Linked DNA regions of Mus musculus: region 2 is linked to region 1. Evidence: chromatin contacts called from public HiChIP or PLAC-seq data. All regions are on one chromosome and are shown on one strand. Each heading gives the region's core, a stretch centred on a gene start, on an enhancer-like site or on the middle of the called end of the contact. The rest is flanking DNA. Distances are from core to core; before and after follow the strand shown.

Evidence for each region. HiChIP or PLAC-seq counts read pairs in DNA pulled down with a chosen protein or histone mark.
Region 2: an H3K4me3 HiChIP or PLAC-seq map of bone marrow-derived macrophages shows a contact between it and region 1, with 5 times the contacts expected there. The contact joins the promoter of Kansl1 here to the enhancer-like site in region 1. A contact is called at or near these places in 2 of 39 promoter capture datasets (hippocampal neurons and macrophages), 3 of 15 datasets of contacts at CTCF or cohesin (CD8 T cells, large pre-B cells and pro-B cells), 70 of 484 Hi-C or Micro-C datasets (3T3-L1-derived adipocytes, the AML12 cell line, B cells and 50 more), 39 of 115 datasets of contacts at active chromatin or transcription factors (the 230-238 cell line, CD8 T cells, the HPC-7 cell line and 29 more) and 4 of 9 other capture datasets (adipose tissue, liver, macrophages and 1 more).

Annotation. Positions count from the first base shown.
Region 1 is chr11:104,363,733-104,369,462 of GRCm38.p6, reverse strand. It overlaps Kansl1 (KAT8 regulatory NSL complex subunit 1), which reads left to right. Exons shown (of 15, transcript NM_001372459.1): 4 at 685-783. Among named protein-coding and RNA genes, the nearest start is that of Kansl1, 76 kb to the left of the region's middle. Within about 2 kb of position 2,387, at least 57 of the 459 cell types and tissues checked have an H3K27ac peak or open chromatin away from gene starts, as enhancers often do. A contact at or near this core is called in B cells, the HPC-7 cell line, Th17 cells and 8 more, where this site is marked.
Region 2 is chr11:104,439,863-104,445,592 of GRCm38.p6, reverse strand. Kansl1 (KAT8 regulatory NSL complex subunit 1) reads left to right here and starts at 3,273. Exons shown (of 15, transcript NM_001372459.1): 1 at 3,273-3,868.

The sequences.
Region 1 (5,730 bases), core at 1,138-3,637:
ACATATAACTGAAACCCTCCCATTAATGGTATTAATCTAATAAAGTGGAGTTTATACTGTATCAGTTACAATAAAATATCCTAAAGTGAAAAAAAGTGGATAGAGTGTCCAAATCTGTCTTTCAAATTTACATTTAATAATGAGTGTTTACACCCATGCTGCAGAGAAAACTTGTAGGCAAATAGACAACGCATGGATTCAGCTTTCCCCCTTCACTGTGTATATTATGGGCATAGCAGCAAGCTACTCTACTTCCTGAGCCATCCCTCTGGCTCAGTTTTGAATCCTAACATCTTACTGAAATTGTGCTACACTCCTCAGCTTTTTGTTGAAGCCTTTTGACAGGGTTAGAATCCAGGACCTTGACTGGGTGATGGTGGTCACCTTTAAACCCTCAAGGAGGTGGTAGGGAGAAGCAGGTGGATATCTGAGTTTGAAGACAGCCAGGGCTACACAGAGAAACCCTGTCTTGAAAAACAAAACAAATAAGTGAAAAAGAATCCAGGGCCTTGCCCAGATGAGTACAAGTGCTGTAGTGTTGCTGCTTTTCAGGCTTTTTTTAAGCCATAGAATAAGGGAAAGGCCTCTGGTTAGCAAAACTCTGAGCCCCAACCAATTTGAGATTAATTCTTAAACTTGGTAGTTTATACCACTCACACTGTTTTTCTACTCTTTGTCCTACAGGGGTTGATAGTCCTTGGGGAGGCACCTTTCCCAGATCATACAACAGACTTACTTTCACTTAGTTCTGAGGTGAAGACAGATCATGGGAGAGATAAATTGGTAAGTATAAAAGATAGAAAAGGGGGAAAGAAAAAAGATAGCTCTTAATAGGTCAAGAAACTGCAGCCACATAAAAAGTTACAGAGTAGTGGTTGAATCAGGGCACATAGGTGTAACACACTCATACAGTTTTAGTAGGATAACTTTTCTGGACCAATATAATGGGTGGGGGGACAGGCTCTTAAACAAGTTGAAGCAAAGGGACAGCCACATTTTACATAAGACAAAGAGAGAGAGAATAAAGTTGTGAGACAGAGGGCTTGTCTGTTATGTGCAAAGCTCTGGTTCAATTCTTAGCACTGCATAAGCCAGGTGTGGTGTAGTGCTCACCTGTAATCCTAGAGCTTAGGAGGAGTATCCGAATATTGGTCATGGTTTGCTACCTAGTAAGCTTGAATCAAGGTTAGAAAATATGGAGCCCTGTCTCAAATATATAAAAACAAAATCAAAACATTAAAAGTTGAATTAGGAGTACTTAGTCCTCAGTGGGACATCATCTGTGTTGCACCCCACCCCAAAGGCTCAGAAAAACAGACTCTTAGGGAAGAAAGGTATAAAGGTTATAAGAGCCAGAGATGGTGGGTAGCAACTAGGAAACCAGTCTTCCAATCACAGCAGGGCAGCTGCACTTGTAAACTTAAAATGGTTATGACAGCATACACAAGATGTGTACAAACTCTACCCAGACAAAAATACCATCATAGAAGGGGAAGTTGTACAGAGAAACCCTGTCTCGAAAAAAAAATCCAAACCAAAAAAAAAAAAAAGAAGAAGGGGAAGTTGTGCACAAAATCCTACCCCTAATACCCCAGGAGCTTCTGCCGACTAATAGCCGAGAGGGGTTTGTTTTTTCCAGTGGAAGGCCACATGTACAAGAATATATAGGCAGCACAATTAGACTTTGGGGGGGAAGGGTTTTGAGACATGATCTATCTTATATAGTCCTGGCTATCCTAGAACTCGCTATGTAATCCATGATGGCCTTTAACACAGAGAGATCCTCCCTACTTGTGCCTCCCAGGGTGCTTGGATTAAAGGCATGCATCAGAAGGCATGACCAGGCCTTTTTTTTTTTTTTTTTTTAAATAGGGACACAAAGTTAGATGAGGCGGGTAGGGAGGAGATGAAATGAGTGAGTGTGTGTGTAAGTATCAAAACATATTGTACAAAAAATTCTCAACAAATAAAAAAACCAAAGGGAAAATTTTTGGATCAGAGATTTTTACCATAGAAATACCATAAATGCTTTTATGAATGATTTTTATTTCATAATGAGAATAAAAGTATCTTAATAATCTTCGATTTATACTTCTAGCTCAGATCTTTTCTTTATCTTTTTTCCTTTCTTTGCACAATTTCATTCTGGAGTACTCATTTTTCTCAATTTTTCCTTTAAAAAATACTGGCTTTTTTTTTTTTTTTTTTTTTTTTTGGCTATGCTTCCAGCACTCAAGGGAGAAGCAGGCAGAACTCTGATGCTGAGCTAGAGCTATTCAAAGAAGCTCTTTCAAAAAACCAGAGAGAGAAAGACATAAAGCTGAGTGTGTCATAGCACATGCCTGTAATAACATCACATGCTAAGTTGCAGCAGCAGATCAGGAGTTCAGCATCAGTCTGACTAGATAGTCAATCTAGCCAGAGAGCTTGCTCTGGGGCTCCCTTGCCTCTGCTCCCCTAGCTCTGGGATTATAGGACTGCCACTCTAGCCCATGATTTATGTAAGCACTGGGGATCTAAACTAAAGTCTTCATTCTTGCCTGACAAGTGTTTTACACACTGAACCTACTATGTGCACAGCTCTTGATTTGGTTACTCATTCCAGGATTACCATTAATCTTATTTTATATAGGTTTAGATTCAGTTGATTGAATTACCTCGTTATGGCATTGGGAACTCCCTCAGATTGGCTCCTGTGGCATTTTTACTTGTTTACTTATTTATCTTAGTTTTTGTTTTGTTTTATTTTGAGGTAGTGGTAGTTGGTTTGCCTATTTCTTTGGTAGAGTTTTGTTTTGTTTTGATATGAAGTCTCTCTCTACACTGCACTGGCTATTTTAGAACTAACTGTGTAGATGGGCTGGCCTTTGGAAAACAGTGTCGAGAGACCAAGATCTGGGGCCACGTGCACTGGTTATAGTCATTGCTGACTGGATTATGGTTATAAGATTTTCCAATAGGCACTCAGGAGGCAAAGGCAGGCGGATTTCTGAGTTCGAGGACAGCCAGGGCTACACAGAGAAACCCTGTCTCGAAGCCCCACCCCCACCCACCCACCCCCGGAAAAAAAAAAAAAGGATTTCCCAATAGATGTAGCCAGGAAACCCAACTGCTGTTGTTCATACATCTTTACTACATCTATTTTTATTTTATTGTTTGCTCATTTGTATGTTTTAAAAATTATGAGTTGGAACAACCAAGCAATACTAGAAAAGGCTTTGGAAAAATGAAGAGTTTGAGACTAGGACCTAGAGAGAGATAGCTCAGTTGTTAAGAGCACGTGTTGGGCTTGCAGAAGACTTTCATTCAGTTCTCAGCACCCACATCATGAGTCACACATAAACACATGCAGGCAAAATACTCATACACATAAAATAGTCTAAAGATGAAAAACAGTAAGATTAACAGATGATCATAATAGTTTTCACTTTGTTGTTGATAGTTACCTGTCTGTTTTTGTTTGATACTTGGTATTGCTTTCCAAAGCTGACCTCCAGCTCAAAGGAGTCCTCCTAACTCTACCTTCTGAGTGCTGTAGCTAGAAAGATGTGTGCCACCACATTTAGCTGTAATTATGTATTCAATGGAATACCTATGAAAAGAGAGTTTTATGATTACCAGATCATATGAGAAACAAATTTACTAACCTAGAATACAATGTTCATGTACAGAATAGAATGTTAATGCTATTGTATAGTCTAAACTGCTTTCTGAAATTTTAGGGTCCCCCCCCCCTTGTGGGTTTGTTGGTTTGCCTATTTCTTTGGTGGGGTTTTGTTTTGTTTTGATACAAAGTCTCTTTACACTGCATTGGCTGTTTTAGAACTCACTGTGTAGATAGGCTGGCCTAGAACTCTCAAAGATCTGCCTGCCTCTGTCTCATAGTACTGGGATTAAAGGCATGTGCCACCATACATTGCCTTCCTTATGTCCTTTTTGGTAGTTGATGTTTTTTTGTGATAGAGTTGTGTTTGTTTTTAAATATTGTATTCCACTTACCAAATCACCCACAAAATGGTTGAGGGGTCTTTTGGGGAATCTAGGGGTTAGGAGACAATAATAAGCTCTAAAAGATAGACTCAATTTTTCTCTTTCTTTTTAGCTGCTTTCCCATCTATCTTTACTTTTGGGTTATCTTTTTCTTTTCTTTTCTTTTTTTGTACACAAATAGGTATTTGTACACTTTTGTTGTTGGTATGTGTATGTTTGTTGTTATTTTGAGATGAGATCTCATATAGCCTAGAAACTCAGTTGTAGATTCATAAGCATCCTCTACTACCACACATTTTGTCTCTAAAAACAAAATAAATTCCTCCTTGTATAAATATTGTTTAAATGACTATTTAGTCCTAAATTCAAATTGAGGATTTTGTTTAGTAAAAACATTTCTTTTTTGAGTATTGGTAAATAATGTCATTAAAGTATTATATATTAGCCGGGCGTGGTGGCACACGCCTTTAATCCCAGCACTCGGGAGGCAGGCAGATTTCTGAGTTGGAGGCCAGCCTGGTCTACAGAGTGAGTTCCAGTACAGCCAGGGCTATAAAGAGAAACCCTGTCTCGAAAAAAAAAAAAAAAAAAAAAAAAAACAAAAAACAACAACAAAAAAAAAGTATTCTATATTTATCATCTTTTCCCTTTCTATACTCATGCTACTTTAAAGAAGTGATATAAAGAACAACTGAACTACTAAGTATTAATTTTCTTTCTCAGGAGAGAAGTATGCTGAAAATGTAAGCTCTTCAGTAGTTCAGGATAGCTATCTTCTTACCTTTGGTTAGTCATGAGTAACCTCTTTTCCTTGCATCGCTAGAAATATATTGAGTGGTGTTTTGGCCTGACAAAGGTTTGGGGGTAAAGTTAAAGGGATAGAAACTGGCTGGGAAATATTGATCCATAGCAACATTATTCCTTTTGAAATTCTGAAAATAGTAAGTAATTGAAGGGATGTAAACCCCTGGTTCAGTTGCTGACACCATAAAAGCCAGACATGGTGCTCCAAACCTGCTATCACTCCACTGCGAGGTATCTGAAGCTCAAGGTCATTCTCAGTCAGATACAAAGCTTAGCCATGAATAAGTGTCTCCATAATCAACCCACAGAGAGTAAAGTGCAGTGAGCTGTGTGACCTCATTTTAAAATATGCTCAAACTGATACCAGATAAGTAACTCAGTGCATGTGGAATTTTTACAGTCTTTGACTTCCATTTAGAATAATATCCTGGCTAAAGTGCTAAGTTTGTAGGAATTACTGATGCACCTTATATGTAGCAAACCATATTTGCTGTTTTCACTTAAAGCTGTCTTAACTATCTGGTGACTGCTGGTAAAGGCACTTGGTGTAAAAGCCTGATGCCCTGCGGTCAGTTCCCCTGCACCTTCATAAAGTTGGAGAGCTAAGTATCATTGAGGTGATGGGGGCTTTGAGTAAGAAGTGACTCATTGGAGTATAAAACATAATCCCTGTTACCCAGTTTGCCTTGTAAACTATTAAATGTTTTAGCCAAACAAAAATGATGTGTATAAGAAAATGATAGTTCAAGAAGATATGGTATGGTGATAATTGAGTGGTTTTGTTTTCATACTGTTTTGACCACACCTTGAATTCCAAGCAATCCTCCCCCCCTTAACTTTCCAGATGCTAAGATTCTAAACATACTTCTCAGGACACTGGTTCTTAGATCCTTCCTTGTCCCTGCCCCCCATATACCCTATAAAACTTATACTTAA
Region 2 (5,730 bases), core at 2,024-4,523, 75 kb before region 1:
TAGCTTCCACTCTTACCTCATGCTCAGTCCTAACTAGTCCCAAGTAAAAATATTTGCCCAGGATAGAATGGATATTGAGCACATCAATTATGACTGTTCTAATAGGTTATAAATGTGGATTTTGTTTGTTTGTTTGAAGCAAGATCTCACTGTGTGGTACTTGATGGTTTGGAACTCACTATGTAGACCAGGGTAGCCTGGTAATTTGTCGGTAATCCTCCTGCTTTTGCAACCCAAATGCTGTGATCATAGATATGTGCTACCTTGTTTGTGTTTGCTTGTGTGTTTTTTGAGGCAGGATTCTCTGTAAAGTCCTAGCTATCCTGGAAGCTCTGTAGACCAGGCTGGCTTCAAACTCAGAAATCTGGCCCCTCTGCCTGCCAAGTGCTGGGTGTGATCAACATCCTGAACCATCAAGCTCAGCTTTGTGTGCATGTTTTAATCAGCCTTATCATGCATTGTTTCTCTGGGGGAATTTTGTTTTTTTCTGTGTTTTAGCATTCCCCCAATTCTGGGCTCCATGTCTTGTCTTCCCTCTTTACTTTGTGTACCAGCAAGCATTTGGATTTTATATGACTGTAGCTGGTCTAGAAAGTCTATGTGTTGATGTATAGCTAAGGATGACCTTGAATGCCTGATCTCTCCGGATCCACCTTGGGATTGATAGAATTTGAGAAGTTGTCACCAAGCCTGTCTCTAGAGGAGGTTCTTAGGTTTTTTTTTTTTTGGTTTTCGAGACAGGGTTTCTTCATGTCTGACTTAGACCGAAGTCTTTTTTTTTTTTTTTTTTTTTAAGACCGGAAGTCTTTAAAGAAATACATTTCTTTTTCAAAACCTCCTCTGTGGGCGTGGTGGCACACACCTTTAATCGGAGGCAGAGGCAGGCGGATCTCACAGTTCAAGGCCAGCCTAGTCTACAGGGAGAGGACAGCTAGGGGTACATGAGAAACTCTGTCTTATGTATAGATTTTTGTCAGTAGTTGCTCACTTTGAATGCAGTTGTTCATAAACTTGGTACTTAGTTTTGTTGTTGTTTTGTGTTTTTGTATTTTTATTTTTTTATTATTGGACTGGTTATACTGAGATTCAGGAACTCTGGATTTTCATGCTTTCCCCACCCCCACTGAAATGCTGGAATTGAATGCATGTGTCAATATGCTTGAGTTAGGTAGTGAAGTTTCTGTTGTGGTTTTTTTGTTTGTTTGTTTGTTTTGTTTTTGTTTTTTGAGACAGGGTTTCTCTGTGTAGCTCTGGCTGTCCTGGAACTCACTCTGTAGACCAGGCTGGCCTCGAACTCAGAAATCTGCCTGAGTGTCTATACCCAGCTGTCACAGAACTCAGTATGTAGAACAGGCTGGCCTTGAACTCACAGAGTTCTCCTGCATCTCTTTTCCTAGTGCTGAAATTATAAATGGCATGCAGCACCATGACTGTGTAGATAGTCAAGATTTTAAGAGTTTGGATAGTTAATAACATTGTTATAAAGAGTTTCTTTCACTAATATTTAAGAAATTAAATTTAAGAATATTGTAGAAAGCTTTGCCTTATTTTCATTCAGCTAATTTAGATTTTGTTATCTTCAGATTAGGGCTCTAGGTCACCATCTGTTGGTCCTGTAATTATGTATAAACATCCTCTGTGGCATTACTGTTTATGTGAATATATATGCTCTCTCTCTCGCGCACACACACACACATACATACACACACATGCAAACACACAATCTTACCTGTATTATAAGTTAAAAAGCCCAAACTATTGATCTTTTTTGGATGCATATGTAAATATGTATACATCTATCAGTTTATCCCTGTGTATTGACTCTATGTTGTCTCCTGCCTTTGATATTTGAAAACCAAGATCATGTTTGAGAGTGTAATTTTAAAAATGCAGATGGAAATTCAAGAGAAATATAGATGCAGATACTGCAGAAACTTGTTGAGTTAGAGACTTTGTGGGCTAATGAAAACTGGTCTATAACAATAGTTTTTTTTTTTTGAGGAGCTGAAGTGACACATAACACCGGATACTGGTTTGGTAAACCACACAAAGTATTGAGCATTTTACATCTTCCTTTTGGTAGACTCTACTCTTCTCATCTGCTGAGCTTGGTGATTTAGTTGTTGGAACAAGTTTTATGCTATTTGATTTTGGTGAGTCCTAATAATCTTTGGACATGGTTAGCTTTAAAGGGTGGTGGATTTGTACTGTGTAATGTGTCACTTTGCGTTATATTAAGTTTTCTAAGTCCAGAAAATGTTCTCTGATATTAAACCTTATTTGGGAGGAAGGAACCGATATCGTGCTGACAAACTAGAGTCAAGAGTAATTAGGTGCCACTACTTTTAAGTCAACGCTGGTAAGAACATGACAGGTTTGCTTTTGTTGTTCATTGTTAAACTTTTAGCGGGTCTGTGAACTTTAATTTGGTAGTAGCAGGAAACAAAAAAATTACTGTGTAATGAATGCGTTTTTGCCTATTTTGGCGGATCTGACAAATCAAGAAGCCTAAAACAACACGCGGGCTTAACGAAAACTACAGTTCCCAGCGGGCCCGGCGCTGGTGGGCCATCATTTCCCCTCTAGCTCCCAGCTGCCCCTGCCCGGGCTAGCCCCGAGTCGGTCCTAGCTCGCGCCTGCGCAATGGCGTCCGCTTATTTTTTGGTTTGGCGGCTGCAGAGCGTGGCGCTAGGGCTAGCAGCCAGCCGTGTGCTGCAGTGTACAGAGCAGGGTGTAGGACAAAGGGCGGGTGGCAGGGACCGCGTCACTGGTCAGGGAGCTTCCTGCCCGTCTCAGAGCACGGTTGGCCCTGGGGTAGTGTGGCCGCAGCAGCTTCTTCATTCACTGCACACACAGTTCTTCGCTCACGTCCTCTAGCTCTGCTGTGTCAGTCCGCCCTCCCCTCAAACCGGCGCGCAGCACCGCCAGCCACAGAGCCGAGGGAATGTGACGGCATCAGCGCCTCAGGTTAGCCTCACCTCGATCGAAGCGAGGGCCCCGCGTCGCTTGCCGCAGTGCCGCGTGTCGCTGCCGCACGTATCAGGCACCAGGCACCGGTTTCCGCAAACAGAGGCGCAGAAGCAGCGGCCGCGGCTAGGAGCCATGACTGAGGCGGCGGCGGCCGCGCCTCCTGGCAGCCCGCGGGGGCGGCGAGGCGGGCGCCCCCTGGCGGCGCGCCGGGGCGGAGCGGCCCGCCGCAGCCGCAGCCGGCGGAGGCGCTGCTGTCCCTCCTCCCCGTGTCCCCGGCACTCGCCCGCTCGCTTGCTCGCTCCATTCTCCCTCCGCTTCAGATTAAAGGGGGGGAGGGAAAAGGAGCTCGGCCGCCATTTTCCCAGTGCCGCCGCCGCCACCGCCACCGCTCGCTGAGCCGGCGGGAGAACCAAGCGCCGTAGCGAAGCCGACTCGTCTCGCCGCGGCGGCTTGGGGGGCGGCCGAAGTGCGCTCCCCGGCCGGGAAGAAGCTCCCGGGGTGGCGGCCGGGGTGCGGGCGCGGGCTGCAGACGGCGGCGCTTGTTTGTGCGGGGCGGGGGGGGCAGCTTTACCCTCTGCCCCCGCCCGCCCGGGGCTGCGGTCCCCGCCGTGCCCAGGCCGGGTCGGAACGGAGGAAGGCCGGAGAAAGGGCCCGAAAGAGAAGAAAAAGCAGCCGCTCCCCGCCGCCGCCGCCTTCCCCTCCCCCTCCGCCTCGCCCCCCCGCCCGGAAAGTCAGGGCGGCTCCGGGCGCCGGGGGGGAGGAGAGCGGCGGGCCGGGCCGGAGCAGCAGCCGCGCGCCCCCGCCCGCTGGTCCTCGGCGCCCAGGCCGGGGGGCTGTTTGCAAACTGCGCCCATTTTGTGGGGCCGAATCCGCCCGGGCTACGCTCCTCCATCACGTGGTAGGTGCTGCTGCTGCTCCTTTCCTCCTCCTCCCGCTGCCCTTTCTCCTTCTCCTCGCTCTCCCTGTGGTTCCCATTTCTCCCTCTCTTTGTTAGTTGTAACTAGAAAGGCTGGGCAGGGGAAGAAAAATCCCCGGAACTTTAAATGGCCTCTCCGGGCTTCCCCGCTGCGGGTCCGGGCTGGGAGTCGCCCCAAGGGCGGGGGTGTGCGGGGGCCCTTCCCCACCAGCTGCCGCCTCGTTCGCTGGGCTTTCCTTTGGCGTTCTATTTAAAAAGGCGGCCTGGAGAACCTGGTTTATTTCCGAAAAAAAAAAAAAAAAAAAGCAAAAACAAAAAGACCAAAAACAAACTCTTGCTCTCGCCTTGAACTTCTCTTGACTGCAAAAGGTCTTTCTTTGCTCAAACACATCTTGCATGTCTGTCTCACGGTTTGTATCACAACTCTGATTGTTAACATTTTTTGTTGCTTAAATATTGAGGTCATTTGCGTTTTCGGATCTAGTCTCAGGCAGCCCTTTTTTTCAACTAAAGAGGAAGAGGCATTTATTTGCTTTTAAGTGAGTTGGAATCTTACTGCTTTTGGGGGGGCCTGTTTTCGGACTGACGGCCTTTGATTCTCAGCAAATAGTTTATAATTGTTTTCCGTATTGTAAACAATCTTACTCCCATGTTTTACCTAGAAATCCTTTTGTTTTCCAATGTTGGAATCCCAATGTGGATTTTTAGAGAAACTCGTTACTTAACTATTGCTTATTGATTGCCTTAGGGGAAAAGGGGTGACATGATGGCGCCACTTTAAATTGCTCTTTCCTCCGCCTGTTTTTTCCTCCTTTATCCTGGAGGTCACTGGAGCATTTTCCGTGACCTATTAATAAAACCGCACTTGAGGGTGTTAGCTGTACAACTCTTAGGGGTTAGAATTTGGTACCTTAAAGATTGAGAAACCCGAATCCTGCAGTCCCCAAAGTTAAGAGAAATCTCGCTAGTCCTCCAACCTAGCTTTCCTCCCCTCCATTCACAATCCTGGTGTTGCCATATCCTTCGTCACGTGGCTAGCAATCATTGTGGGGTTTTGTTTGTTTGTTTGGGGGGGTGTATGTTAATATTTTAAGCTGTAGCCAAGTAAGTGTCCCTCTGCCCATTAGAGAGATCACAATGCTCTAGGGTTTTTTTTTTTTAATACATTCGGAGAACATTTTAAAATAAACGATAAAATTACATAATCCTTGCCTTGCATAATCATGATATAGTTACAGAACTTCTTCTCAAAAGTACTTTCAATCAAGTAGGAAAATCGTTATATTAAAATGATTTCTGTTTCTTAGACTGGTCTGCAGTTTATATTTCCCACCCCACCTCCCTTTTTTGTTTTTGTTTTTAAGGTCATTTGAAGTACCAGTATTTACAAAAGCATAAAGTGGGCGTGTTTCCCTTTCCTCTCTTCTATGGGCTGTACTTGGTTTCTTGTCTTATTCTCCTACCAATTTAGAAATTTTCAATTAACTGCAGCTGTTGTCAGTTGAGACTTTTTTTTTTTTTTCTTCTGACAGTGGATACTTTTGATGTGTTTCTTTGTTGCATTTTTGATAGAGAAGTTTTTAATTCTAGTTTTCCAATCTTCTTACTTGGTTGTTATAACTTCTTGTAAATATTAACTATAAAATGCTAAAGTACATTTTTTTCTTTTTCTAGGTAAGTTACTAGCTTCAAAAAGTAAATATAAAATGTAATTCTTGAGTATGATTGATCTGTTTTCTCCTGATGTATGTTATCAATGGCTTGGGCCATTTTCTTTGCTAACAGTTACATCATGTCATGTGATAGGTGCAGTGTGATGTGTTGCTCTAAAAATATTGCGAGGT